Linked DNA regions of Oryctolagus cuniculus: region 1 is linked to region 2. Evidence: chromatin contacts called from public Hi-C data. All regions are on one chromosome and are shown on one strand. Each heading gives the region's core, a stretch centred on a gene start, on an enhancer-like site or on the middle of the called end of the contact. The rest is flanking DNA. Distances are from core to core; before and after follow the strand shown.

Region 1 (7,248 bases), core at 3,922-6,421, 130 kb before region 2:
GGTAGGGCCCCATGCGGGAGAAGAGCACGCGCTTATTGTGCTTCAGGCTGCGGACCCCGGGCTCCTCCTCCACCTCCCTGGTGAACTCCACCTACACAGCAGGCAGACAGGGCGCACTGGAGAACCGGAGGAGGTGGGGATCCCTGGCCGCGGAGACAGAGGGAAGCGGGGCTCCTGCCTGGAGAGGGAAAGGGGGTTCACTCACCAGGATAGGGTAGACCACGGCGTCCCGGACGACGAACGGCTTCACCTTGAAGGCTTTGCTCAGGGCAGCTGCCTGGTACACGGCCCCCATGGCAGCCGCCTCGTCCGCGTTGATGTTCTTCCCGAGCTCCTCCCTAGGAGAGTCCCAGGCTCCAGCGCCATCCACGGGGACACCCAGCCACCCTCCGCCGGGCAGCCCCAGCCCCACACTCACTTGCCCACGGCCTTCAGCAGCACCTCCTGAACTTTGGGGACCCGAGTGGCCCCGCCCACCAGGATCACCTGCTCAATCTCATCCTGCAGAGGGGAGGAACGTGAGGCGGGGCCACGTGCGGTCGACGCCCCCTTCTCCATTGACCCTTCCCCCATGTCCTCCATGGCCCCTGCCCCAGCCCCTCACCAAACTCATCTCGGCACTCTGGAGGGCCTGCTGAACGGGCCCGGGCACCCGCTCGAACAGGTCGGCGCACAGTTCCTCGAACTCCACTCGGGTCACTTTTGCTTTGAAGTCCACATCGTCCATCAGGCCCTCGATCTGGGGGAGGACGAGGCGTGTCAGCGCCTGCTCTCTGCTGGCGGCACTGACACCCAGGGACCAGCAGGCAACAAGCCCAGTGGGTGAAGCAGGGGCCCTCCGCATCCCCGGGGGCAAGTCCGGCTGCATGCAGCCCCCGGGGGCACCTGGGCCATGTGGTCGGCGTTGGCGCTCAGGACGGTTTTGAGTCGGTTGGCCTCACGGAGCAGCTTGGCCATCGCCCGCGGGTTCTCTCGCACGTCCTTTGCTCGCTGGCCTTTGCGCTGCTCATTGAAAAGCCCAGCCAGGTGCTCCCGCAGCCGGAGCTCCATCTCCAGGCCGCCTAGCGTGCGGTCAAACCTGCTCAGAGAAGGCAGCAGGGGAAAGTGTGAGGAACACACGGGGGTCCCTCCGCCCACGCAGGAGCCCCATGTTTCAGGCAGGGACCCACACTGCTCTCTGCTCCCCACAGCATGGCTGACACCCCACGCAGGCAGCTCGCTCATTCGTTCATGGTATTTACTGAGCACTGACTATGCACTCGTCTCTGGGAACGTAACTGTGGCAGGAGTGGCGGGGAGACAGGGTCCCTGCTGCCAGGGCTTATGATCTAGCAGCGGGAAGGCCACGTCAATGTCAAGTGTGTGCTACAAAGGAGAGTACAGCGGGCCGGGCGTGCGCGTGGGCTATTCAGCGACATCCAGGAGAGCTTCCCTGAAGAAGTGATGCCTGAACTGAAACCTGAAGGGTGGGCTGGTAGAGCGAGGGAAGAACATTCTAGATGGAAGGAGCAGTGCTCATAACGACCCTGAGAGAGCAAGTTCCAAAGGAGGGCGCTGCTGGGACTAGAGCCGAGCTGTGGGAGGCGGGGCTTAGGTGGGCACAGCAAGGTTTTGGTGTGACCGAGTGCTTTCTGAAGAAACGGGCTACAATCAGTTTGGCATTGTTAACACCAGCCTCTGGCTGCACTACGGAGAGAGAACCCAAAGGAGACAGAGAGGTCCTGTTTAATCCTGGAGGTAAGGGGCAACGGCCAGACCAGCATGGGGGTGCCGGAATCCACCGACAGCAGACAGACAAGAGCGAGCAGCTTTTAAGTGAACTCGAAAGAGAAAACATGATGGCCTCTAACACCTAACAGGTGGCCTGCCATCCTGTGCATTTCCCTAGACGCTCCACGGGCTCCCCGCCTTTCAGCCTTCCCAGCCGTCCTCTCCAGGCCTTGCTCTCGGGCAGTGGCACCCCACGGCGAGCAACGCTATAACCTGGGGAGCATTCCTGCAGTGATCAGGAAGGGGAGCGGTGCCCCTCCAGGAGGAAGCCCCTGACTCAAGGGTCTCAACAAGAAGCCCACCCCTGAGCACCCACTTACCCCACGCCCCGGATCTGCAGCTGTGGCTGCATCCCGGCCTCCTTTGTCTTCACCGTCTGGTAGGTCACGATGGTGCACACGGTGCTGCCTGAGCCCATGTCATAGAACATGATGTTCTGCGGCGACATCAGAGCAAGTGTCACAGGAGCCTCATCAGACCTCAGGGCGCTGCTGTCCACCTGCCTGCCTCCAGGGGCCCAGGCCAGCTCTCAGCATAAAGTCCAGCAGCCCCAGCATGGGCTGGGAGGAGGCTGCGGCTGCCTTTTGCCAAGAGCCAGCCATGCAAATGAGATGCAAAGCAGGCCAGGAGACCGCCAGCCTTGGACTCTGGCCCCCTGTGTGTCTGGTCAGGGCGCCTCCCCTGCTCACCTGGGCGGTGGTGTTGATGTCTTTTCGACGGAAGACGCCGTAGCTGAGGGCGGTGGCGGTGTTGTCGTTGATGAGCTGCAGCACTTTGAGGCCGGCCATGCGAGCAGCCTGCAGCACCGCCCGGCGCTCGGCCTGGTTGAAGAAGGCCGGCACGGTGATCACCGCGTCCTTGATGGGCTGCTCTGCAGAGGACAAGAGAACAGGGTCCCACCAGCTCCACGCCTGGATGAGGATTTCCACCCTCAGCGCTACTGACACTCAGGGCCAGGTAACTGTTGCTGGGGTCTGTCCTGTGCACTCCAGGGATGCTGGGCGGCGTCGCTGGCCTCCACCCACCAGAGGCCAGATGTGACAACCAGGTGTGTCTTCAGACATAGCCAGATGTTCCTGCCCGTTTGTGAACTGCTGCCTTAGCTCCTGGGGGATCTGGCTGCCACGGGTCCCACCTTGGCACTCACCAGCAAAATCTTCAGCCAGGGAGCGGGAGTAGTTGAGAATCATGCCCAGCACCTCCTCGGGTGAGAACTGCAGCTGCCTGGGGAGAGGGAGGGTAGTTGGTGGCAAGGAAGCCACGAGCACGCACCGTGAGGAGCCCGCCTGCGCCAGCGCAGCACTCACGGGCTGATCTGGAAGTGCACAGTCTGCCGCTGGGGGTCGAAGCTCAGCTCGTGCTCCGGGAAACGGGTCCGGTAAAGAGCCACATGTGGGTTGTCTGCTTGCTTCCCCAGGAGGTGCTGGAAGTAACGCAGGGTGGCCTTGGGGTTCTTGATGGCCTGTGAGGTGAGGAGGAGGCTGAGTATTAGGGTCTCAAGCCCAGGGGTGCCCACCTCCGTCAGACACGGATAAGGGGCCAGACCACAACTGGGAATGGGTGCTGGCAGCTCACCATGCCTGCTGCACTGTCTCCAAAGAATCTCTCATTTTCTTTCAAGGTCACCATCACCGGGGTTTTCCTCCGAGATTCCCTGGGGAAAACAGATATTGAACCCAGGGTCTGCAGCACATGTGGGTTCAGGAACCTCAGCACCTCACATACAATCAACCACTCAGAGGCCACTGTCGGCTGTGGGTACTACAAGGACCACCCCACACCCACAAGGAGGCCGGGCTCCCTCCCTCCTGACCCCCGCCCTGGGGCCGGCCTCACTTGTTCAAGACGATTTCCATGGGCACTCCAGGTTTGACGATGGCCACCTTCATGGACTCGCTGCCCAGGTCCACGGACATCACTGCCAGCGTGTCTGGGGACAGGGGAGCAGAGGTCTGTGGGTGAGCCTCCCTCCCTGTCTTACGGAGGCTCCGCCACTTTCCACACAGAGAATAAGACAGCAAGAGACAGAGGAGAAAGCCTGGGTCCTGCAACCCAAGAGACTTCTGACCAGGCGCCTCGAGCCCCCTTCCCACCGTGTGACACTGGCTCAGACCCCGTACGTACCACTCAGTGCCAACAGGTCTGCCAAGAGCACAGCCATCAAGGCCCAGCAGGCTGGCCTCCTCAGCCTCTGCCTCCTGCCTGTGGCTGCCATTATGCCCTGGGGAGGAGGGAAAAAAAACCACTGGTAACCGGATGCCCCGAGTGATGGAGACACAGCCACTTCCAGACCAGAGAAACGGTAAGATTCGTACCTACTCCATTCTCGCCCAGGGCACAGCAGCTTATACCCCCTTTCCACCTCCTGATGAGTGCCAACCACTCTCCAGGCATCCCCAGCAGTGTCCACACCAAGGCCCAGGCAAAACAGCATGGGCCCTGGGCTCCATCACATCCCCGAGAGAAGATATTAGGCCGGAAGGAAGGAGACCGGAGCCTTCCAGGCAGTAACCGTGTACCCAGCACCGGGCCCGGCTGTCAGACACCCGGGGTGGGGCCGGGGATCCCTGGCCAGGGCTCAACCACCTCTCCACACCTGGAGTTCCCCGCGAGCGAGCAAAGCCGGCCAGGGCCTGCACGGGAACTGAAAGGCGATGACGCTGGGGGTGGCTGGGATGGAAGGGGCCCGTCTCCTCGGCATCCCTGCGGCTCCCGCCCACTCCCCTTCCTCATCCCACTCGCGGGGCCCCGCAGCCCACACAGACGCTGCGCCGGGAGCCCTAAGGTTGCTCTCAAGGCGGGTATCGAGTATCCGCTGTCCACCTGAGCCTCACCTGACCCAAGCTGAGGCGCCCAAGCCCGGAAACGGGTCCTGGCCACCCTCAGCGCGCGGGGGCGGCCCGAAGGCCGGCGGCGGGGCCCGAGGCGCGGGGCCGAGAGCACCAGCGTCCGTGCGGCCCTCCCTCCCGGTACCGACCCGCCCCCGGAGCCAGCACGCTGCCTCCCTACAAGAGGTGGCCGGCCCCGGGGCTGCATCCCCACCCCTGCTACCTCCTGCCTCCGCTCCTGCGGCCCCAGCTCTGGGTCAGATGCGGCGCGGACGTACCCACGAGACCGGCAGCGCGCCCCCCAGCCCGCGCCCTTCACAACTCCCCTCGGTTTGCAAACTGTTACATTAACCACCAACCTCTCGGCGGCGTCTCGCGCACCAGCCGGCCCCGGACGCGGCGCGCGCTCATTGGAGCCGCCGCCGCCCGGCCCTGCTCCCTGCGCCCGGCCCCGCCCCCGCCGCCCCGGCGCGCGCTCCCATTGGGCCACGTCCTAGGCCCGCCCCCTCTCCGTCCCCGCGGTGTCCCGGAGGCGGCCGCGGGGCCAGTCCGCCAGTTGGGGTGAGAGCGCCGGCGCCGGCAGCCGATTGGGCCACGTCACGGGCCGGCGCGTCCGCTCCCTCCTCGCCAGTGCCGGCCCCGCGGCGCCTAGGGGATCCTTTCCGGCCCCGGCGCTGGGTGCATCGCAGCGAGGCTCGGGAATGACCCGCACCTGGAGCGAGTCCTGAGCAGGTCGGTCCCGCACTCGGACCTCTGGGTCCCCTGGGGAGCCCCGGCAGTGACCAGCATCCCCTCCGCGGCCATGCGGAAGAGGCGTTTGTTGGCCGGGTTTGGATGGACATCTGAGAATGGCTGCGCCGCGGACTTGGTCCGCCCCAGCCTCCCTGTTTCGTTGAGAAAACAAGCCATAAATCAGACTTCGCTGGTGGGCCAGGGATAACCGATGTGTTAGTGGCGGAACTTGGCCTGGACTCCTTACCCTAAACCCCCCTCGTATACGAAAGAAAACCCCAAACTGTAAAGCGCTACAGACAAAAGGCATTTTTATTATTTGAGGCTACAGTGCGGTGAGCACGCGTGTCCCCCGTTTTTCTGTTGCATTAAATCTGCACCATCTCTAACTGCTTCTGTGGGAGAATTAAAGCGCCTCGCAGCCCTTAGAGGGCGCATTCTTTAAAAATGTGACCCAACCCATGCCAGGATTTATTGCTTTATTTACAGACTTATTTATGAGAATGGCGGAGTTGGGCAGAGACCGAGAGAGGTTCACTCCCCAGATGGCCACAATGGCTGGTGCTGGGCCAGCCCGAAGCCAGGCGCCCCCGAGCTTGTTCCAGGCCTCCAATGTGGGTGTGAGGACCCAGGGACTTGGGCCAGCCTCTGCGGCTTTCCCAGGTGCATTAGCAGGGAGCTGGATAGGAAGTGGAGCAGCCGGGACTGGAACCAGTGCCCATAAGAGAAGTCGACACTGCATCGGTCTGCCAGGACTTTCTTTAGAGTCCTGGCTGCCGTGGGCAGCACTTTGTCAAATCCGAGCTTGTTTAAGGAATCCTCATCTGTTCCTTGCTCTACATTTTTCATGGTGCTTAGGTGGACATAGCCAGGTAACTATGCTTGAAAGATCAACCTACTGGCAGAACCAGGGAGAGAGCTATTTTTGGAATAGTTCAGTGTTCAGATACTAGAAAAACTGGGAGAAATTTCATTTAAAATGTTAACAGTTCAATTACACAAATAATACACAAATGTAATAACCTTGGAAGAAAAATCCATTCTCTACAGCTAAATCCTTAACACCAACTGCAACCTCCCATACTCTGAATGTGACTGCAGTTAGCACTGTGGAATGTGGTATGTGGCCTTCTAGGCCTTTTCCTCTGCATTAATAGTAAGTCTCTTTTGTAACATGTACTGGGGCTGGTGCTGTGGCACAGTGAGTTAAAGCCCCAGCCTGCAGTGCCGGCATCCCTTATGGGCGTCAGTTTGAGCTCCTCTTCCGATCCAGCTCTCTGCTAAGGCCTGGGAAAGCAGTAAAGATAGCCCAAGTGCTTGGGCCCCTGCACCCACATGGGAGACGTGGAAGAAGCTCCTGGCTTTGGAATAGTTCAGCTCTGGCTGTTGCAGTCATTTGGGGAGTGAACCAGCAGGTGGAAGACCTCTCTCTCTGGCCCTACCTCTCTCTCTAACTTTCAAATAAATAAAATAATTCTTTTTTTTTTTTTTTAAAGAAACATGTACTGATTTTTAAAAAATTAATTTATTTATTTGAAAGGCAGAGTTACAGAGAGGCAGAGGCAGAGAGAGAGAGAGCTCTTCTACCTGCTGGTTCACTCTCCAAATGGCTGTGATGGCCAGAGCTGGGTCGATCTGAAGCCAGGAGCCTGGAGCTTCTTCTGGGTCTTCCATGCGGGTGCAGGGGCCCAAGGACTTGGGGGCCATCTTCCACTGCTTTCCCAGGTCACAGCAGAGAGCTGGATTGGAAGTGGAGCAGCCAGGACTCAAAACTGGCACCCATATGGGATGCTAGCACTACAGGCGGTGGCTTTACTTAATACACCACAGGGTGTCCCCCATTTATATTTTTTAAACCATAAAATGTTATGCAGTTACATTTGTTTGCTGTTCTTTAGCTAATAATAAATCCTGGAGC
Region 2 (6,901 bases), core at 233-2,732:
CTTGCTTTCAAATCTGGACAAGGGGATCCTGAACCAGGAGTCTTGGGAGGGTCAGAAGTCTGCTTTCCAAGTCTGCCCCTTTCTCTTGTTTTAAAGACACAAGTCTTTCTTTTTTAAAGATTTATTTATTTCAAAAAAATATTTATTTAGTTGAAAGCCAGAGTTGGGGCAGGGGGTGGAAGGAGAGATCTTCCATCTGCTGATTTAGTCCCTAAATGGCCCCAGTGGCCAGGGTTGGGCCAGGCAGAAGTAAGGAGTCTGGACCCCTGATCTCCCACGTGGGTGCCGGGGCCCCAGGACTTGCCCATTCTCTGCCGCCTTCCAGGCACATTAACAGGGAACTGGATCAGAAGTGGAGCAGCCAGGACTTGAACTGGCACTCGAATGGTACTTTAGAAAGTTCGTGGGATACAGACTGGGCATTCGGTCTAGTGGTCAAGACGTCCACAGTCCATATCAGAGTGCCTGCTGCACTCCTGGCTGCAGCGCCTGACTTCTGCTTCCTGCTGCAGAGACTCGGGGAGGTAGCAGGGTGATTCAAGCAGGTGGATTCTTGCCACCCCCTTGGGAGAACTGGACTGAGTTCCCAGCTCCCAGCTTTGGCCAGGTCCAGTCCCAGCCATTAGGGGAATTGGGGGAGTGAACCAGCAGATGGGGCCTCTGTCTGTCTTTCTGTCGGTCTCTCTCTGACTCTCAACATAGTTACAATTAAGGGAGAAATGAGAACAACAACAACAACAAAAGAACAAAAAAGTTAATAGAAAATACAGTTAAATCCATTCACAGTTTCTTTCTTTTTTTTTCTTTTTTCTTTTCTTTTTTTTTTTTTCTTTTTTTGACAGGCAGAGTGGGCAGTGAGAGAGAGAGACAGAGAGAAAGGTCTTCCTTTGCCGTTGGTTCACCCCCCAATGGTTGTTGCAGCCTGCGCGCTGATCCGAAGCCAGGAGCCAGGTACTTATCCTGGTCTCCCATGGGGTGCAGGGCCCAAGCACTTGGGCCATCCTCCACTGCACTCCCTGGCCACAGCAGAGAGCTGGCCTGGAAGAGGGGCAACCGGGACAGAATCCGGCGCCCCGACCAGGACTAGAACCCGGTGTGCCGGCGCCGCAGGCGGAGGATTAGCCTAGTGAGCCGCGGCACCGGCCCACAGTTTTTTTTCACAATACACATGTTCTATGAGCTTTTTGAACATCCCTCAAATATACTTGGAAGAATTTTTTGCACCAAAATAAGCTTGTCTTTTAATTACATTTCCCACAAACCTTTACTTTCCAGAAGCTTCAGTTGCCGGTCTCCTTGGAGCCTCAGGCGGGGCTGGGGTCAGTGGGGAAGACACTGCATACAGAAAGCTGTTACTCTCAGCTCTCTTGGCGAAGATACATTCCCATAGCTGTCCCCTCCCTCTTGCCTTCATCCTTACCTCACCTCCACCACTTGTCAGACCCTCTCTTGCCTGTGTTGGGTCTCCCTGTAGAGTGAGCCACTCGTGGGGAGAGACAGAGAGAAGGCCCAATAAGCTAGGAGCCTGAGGAGGAGCCTGCGTCCTGGGAGCCAATCCAAGGCAGCACATTTTCCTCAGGGGGCTGGACTGAGAACTGGAAGGTTGGGTTTCTGGAGGTTGCATGTTGCCCAGGCAACTGAGCAACATGGAGTTCATGAGAAGGTGCAATAGGCCAGATCAACTCACAATGCCTAAAAGACCAAGGTCTGGGAAAGGTAGTTCTCCTTTCATCCACAAATCCTAAGCATAGTTTGAAAAGAAAGGGCTTTGGAGCAAACTAGCTGTGATTCACTTCCACGTAGGTGCTGTCATTTGGAGACTCAGAAATGACAGATTTGCACGGCTGAGACAACACTGTTGTGCGGATGTGGAGGAAAAGCGTGATGGCAGCCGTCTTGGACGATCCACATCCTGAGATCCTATTGCAAGATGACCTTGTGCTGAAACCGGAAGCGTCCCTTCGGCAAGGCATTCTGCAGGGTGCAGGAGCAGGTGCTGGGGCAGACTTCCAGAAAAATGAGACACAGAGGAGTGAGGACCCGTAGACTCTGGGGTATTGGCTTGGCGGGATGGACACTGGTTAGGGACCAAAACTGCAGCACAGGCCCCCTCTCTGGAGGTGGAAGCTATTTAACTTGGTTTAGCCTGCTTCCTGCCTTTTACATCACGGAGTTGGTAAATTCTGAAGGTCCTGGGTCTTGACTGGGTATTTACATGACTGTCTTATTGCACCCACTGAATCTATTGCCTTTAGGTGGTTGATTTTCAGAAACTACCTTGAGGGGCTCCCTGTACCATAGAGTTGGTTGGGGCTCCCTCTAGTGGACTCGCTTGTATTCCCAAGTCTGCTAAATTTTTTTTTTATATAGATTTATTTCATTTATTTGAAAGGCAGAACGACAGATACAGAGAGAGACAGAGATCGTCCATCTGGTTTTCTCCCTAAATGCCAACCACAGCCATGTCTGAGCCAGGCCGAAGCCAGGAGCCCAAGACTCCATCCAGGTCTCCCACATGGGTGACAGGGGCCCAAATGCTTGGGCCATCAGCTGCTGCTTCCCAGGCGCAGTAGCAGGAATCTGGATTAGAAGTGGAGCAGCTGGGACTCAAACCAGCACTCTGATATGGGATGCCCGCCATGCAGGCAGTGGCTTAACCTTCTACGCCACAGTATCTGCACAAGGTTTTTTATTTTGGATTATCTCTGGGCAGTGTGGGACTGAGTCCCTTTTTGAGGTACTTCCTAGCATCTCGCTAGAGTCACAGTGGTTGGGAAAAATGAGTCTGAGGAATAGGGACTGTCAGGGGGCCAGTGTTGTGGTGTAGTCGGTAAAGCCGCTGCCTGCCTGCAGTGCCGGCATCCCATATGGACGCTGGTTCAAGTCCTGGCTGCTCCGCTTCCAATCCAGCTCTCTGCTATGGCCTGGGAAAGTAGAAGATGGCCCAAGTCCTTGGGCTCCTGCACCCATGTGGGAGACCCGGAATAAGCTCCTGGAACCTGGCTTCGGATTGGTGCAGCTCTGGCCATTGAGACCATCTGGGGAGTGAACCATCACTCTCTCTCTGTCTCTACCTCTCTCTGTAACTCTGTCTTTCAAATAAATAAAAATAAATCTTTAAAAAAGTATATAATCCTTTGAAATCATTATTGTGTTTTTTAATAGTTTTATTCTTTCTTCTAGTTTATTTATTTATTTAAGATTTATTTATTTCAAAGGCAGAGTTACAGAGAGACAGAGGCAGATGAAGAGAGAGAGAGAGCCATCTTCCATCCACTGGTTCATTCCCCAGATGGCTGCAATGGCCAGAGCTGTGCCCATCTGAAGCCAGGAGCCAGGAGCTTCTTCTGGGTCTCCCACACATGTGCAGGGACCCAAGGACTTTCCCAGGCCACAGCAGCACTCTATCTTTCAAATAAATAAATAAATAAATCTAAAAACTCTTTTTTTGACAGGTAGAGTTATAGACAGAGAGAGAGAGAGAGAGAAAGGTCTTCCCTCTGTTGGTTCACCCCTCAAATGGCCACCATGGCCGGCGCATCACTGATCCAAAGCCAGGAGCCAGGTGCTTCTCCTGGTCTCCCATGCGGGTGCAGGAGCCCAAGCACTTGGGCCATCCTCCACTGCCCTCCCGGGCCACAGCAGAGAGCTGGATTGAAAGAGGAGCAACCGGGACTAGAACCTGCACCCATATGGGATGCTGGCGCCACAGGCAGAGGATTAGCCAAGTGAGCCATGGCACCGGCCCAAAACTTTTTTAAAGTTTTATTTTTATTTATTTGAAAGGCACTGGGTGGGTGGGTGGGGGGCTGGTGTTATGGCATAGTGGGTAAAGCCTCCCCCTGCGGTGCCAATATCCTATGGGGGCACCGGTTTATGTCCTGGCTTCTCCACTTCCAATCCAGCTGCCTGCTAATGGCCTGGGAAAAGCAGCTGAAGATAGCCCAGGTGTTTGGACCCCTGCCACCCAGGTGGGAGACCCAGAAGAAGCTCCTGGCTTCAGTTGTCTAGAGAGTAAAATAGTAGATGGAAGATCTCTCTGTAACTCTGATTTTGAAAGTAAATAAATAAATCATTTTTTAAAAGGCAGTGTGTCGGAAGGAGAAAGAAAAATATTTATCCCTTGGTTCACTTCCCAAATGGCCGCAGTGGTTGGAGCTGGGCCGGGCTACAGCCGGGAGCCAGGAACTGTATCCAGGTCTGCCATGTGAGTGCATGGACCCCAGCACTTGGCCCTCCTTCCACTGATTTCTGAGGCGCGTTAGCAGGAAGCTGGATAGAAGCTGAGCAGCCTGGACTCTTAGCACTCAGGAGTGGCATGCTGGCAACTTAGCTCACTGTGCCACAGTGCTGCCGGCTTCTTCTAATCTTGAAACGTGTTTTCCATTTATCCTCCCTCCAGAACCACCTCCCTCTGCCTTGAAATTCAGTGTGGGTTCCTGTGCCCCTCCTGTGGGGACTTTTCCCATGGAACGGTGTGTGTCTCCTTTAGCTGGTGAAGGAAATTATCCCGAGGCTAAGGATTATGGGATACAAGCACCGTGTCGTGTCAGAGGGGCATTTCCTTTCCAAGTTCGTTCAGTTAACTGACGTTCAGGTGCAGAAGGAGGATGTGGTTTGGGGTGAAGTGGCACCAGATGAACCAGCTCTAACAAAACCCAGAGTGGGAATAACGTCGTGATCAACAATTCAACACCAGCTCTAGGACATTTTTTGTTTTTTATTTGCAAGGCAGAGTTATAGAAAGAGAGAAGGAGAGACAGAGAGAAAGGTCTCCCACCCATTGGGCTCATTCCCCAAATGGCCACAACAGCCGGGGCTGGGCTGTTCGGAAGCCAGGAGCCAGGAGCTTCTGGATCTCCCACGTGGGTGGCAGGGGCCCAAGCCTCTACCACAACCCAGACACATTTGCAGGGAGCTGGATCAGAAGTGGAGCAGCCAGGACTAGAACTGGGCACTGCGGGTGGTGGCTTAACCTGCTACGCCACAACGCCGGGCCCCTCTGGGACATTTTTGAAAAAAAGCCAAATAAAAGTTGGGAGAAGAAGGTTGCTGTTTTCGCATGAACCCCATCTTTGGAAAGCTCACTGTTGTAGGACTCTGTCCTGAACGGAGCCTACCCATGGGGCATTCTGAAGAGGTACAGTGGAGCCAAAGCCCACTCTTTCTCTTTGATTCAAGTAAGACAGACCAGCCATACATAGGTTAGAAGAAACATGATGTGCTGCATTGGAAGCAAAATGAACGTGATCCATCTCCAGGCCATGCAGAGCTCACTGGAGCTCACTATATGCCAAATGTGTAGTGCACACCTGGACAAGCACACACCCGCTCCACAGGTCCCTGTCTTAGCTGAACATCGTCCGACTCTGAAAAACAGCCTCCTGCATGCGCACTGCGCTAGGTACTGCAGAAGATCCAAAGGCCAGCCGGCACTGCACATGTTAAGGCGCAATGGGTGTAAGACATGAGTGGGTATGCAAATCAGAGAGGGCAGGGTTGCTTGCAGCTGGAATGTGTGGCCAGGACAGTATTCCAAGTGGAGCTTGAAGAGTGGCTTGGATTTTAGGTGCACACTTCGGGCAGGCTGCTCTGCGTAGTGGTGGGGAGAAAGAATTGTGGTGCAGTGAGTGCCCCATTGAGGGACATACGGATCAGGGAATCGTATAGAAGTAGAAGGGGCTCACTCTGCAGTTAGACCCCCACGGGAGTTTTATTCTGGAGATAACGGGGAATCCCTCGGTGGATGCTTCTGTTTCCAGGTGCGAACTGATCAAAGGGCATTCTACTGATTAATAGGAAGTGACGCTGACTCCAAAGTCAATCTTAGATAAAAGCGATTGCTTAGCAAGAGTAGGACGTCCGGCTGCGAGGCCCTTGAGTTCTAAGACGCTGTCCTCTCCTGCAGAGCCCATGACAACTACTTGAGGCCGGGTCGGCTGTCCAGGGCTTCGCGGAAGGGCGGAGCCGGGCAGAGCCGAGCCCGAGACACACGTGCGCCGGCCAGCGCCCAGAGCCGAGGCCGGGCGCAGCGAGTCGGGGCGGGGCGCGGGGCCCCTCTGGAAGGGAAGTTCCTATTTTCGAAGTTCTCCCAGCGGAACTTTTAGAGAAGTGGAAGTGCCTGGAGCTGCCTTCTGTCCCCCGCGCTGCCGCGGGCTCGCAGCTTTGGGGGCGGGCCCGCCGGACCTGCGGTGCGGTGCCGAGCCGGGAGCGAGTCCCAGAAAGGGAACCAGTCTCTGCGGAGCAGAGGGGGCGAGAACCGAAAAAGGGAACTCTGCTTGCACGAGGTCAGAGGGCCTGAGTGTCGCAAGCCTCTCTGGGGCCTAGGGACGGCATCCAGCAGCCCGCAGCGCGCGTGTTCCTCGTCGTTTTCCTTTTTAAAAGTTTTATTCACTTATTTGAAAGGTAGAGCTGGAGAGAGCCAGAAGCTTCATCCAGGTCTCCCACGTGGGTGGCACCTGAGCCATCTGCCGCTGCTCTCCCAGGAGCATTAGCAGGGAGCTGGATCGGAAGTGGAGCAACCAGGACTTGAACTGGGGCCCATGTGGGATGCAGCCGCCACAGCGCGCGCCCCCCAGTCGCTTCTTAGTGAAGATTCTTAAATACCAGTGGGTGGGGAAACCACCCCCACCATTTTCCCACCATCTGAAGAAGCCAATAACTCTAGGCCCAACTTCCTCATCGTGCAGGCGTAGGGAGAAGGCCTCATGTGAAGAGATTTTCCGTGGTCACCTGCCCTAATTCAGACACGCCGGGGACCCACGGCCGGAGCGCCCACCACCTCCAGCCCATCCTGGGCACCGAGGGCTCGGCCCCTGGCCTAGTGCGCAGACTCCGCGCTGTCCCTCCCTCCCTCCCTCCCGGCCGCCGTTCCCCGCTTGTCCAGCAGAGGGCGCAGGCG

Evidence for each region. A called contact is a pair of places that touch in the nucleus more often than the background predicts.
Region 1: a Hi-C map of an unstated tissue shows a contact between it and region 2, with 2.8 times the contacts expected there. The contact joins the promoter of VPS11 here to the promoter of DRC12 in region 2. A contact is called at or near these places in 2 of 6 Hi-C or Micro-C datasets (ear pinna and an unstated tissue).

The regions. Positions count from the first base shown.
Region 1 is chr1:111,242,671-111,249,918 of mOryCun1.1, reverse strand. VPS11 (VPS11 core subunit of CORVET and HOPS complexes) reads left to right here and starts at 5,171. Exons shown (of 15, transcript XM_051837700.2): 1 at 5,171-5,330. HYOU1 (hypoxia up-regulated 1) reads right to left here and starts at 5,057. Exons shown (of 26, transcript XM_070079414.1): 1 at 4,958-5,057; 2 at 3,895-3,991; 3 at 3,607-3,700; 4 at 3,346-3,424; 5 at 3,078-3,232; 6 at 2,918-2,994; 7 at 2,460-2,641; 8 at 2,091-2,206; 9 at 886-1,078; 10 at 605-739; 11 at 419-501; 12 at 206-338; 13 at 1-91. The coding sequence starts at 3,985.
Region 2 is chr1:111,108,598-111,115,498 of mOryCun1.1, reverse strand. It overlaps DRC12 (dynein regulatory complex subunit 12 homolog), which reads right to left and starts at 1,482. Exons shown (of 8, transcript XM_008250507.4): 1 at 1,421-1,482; 2 at 1,263-1,335.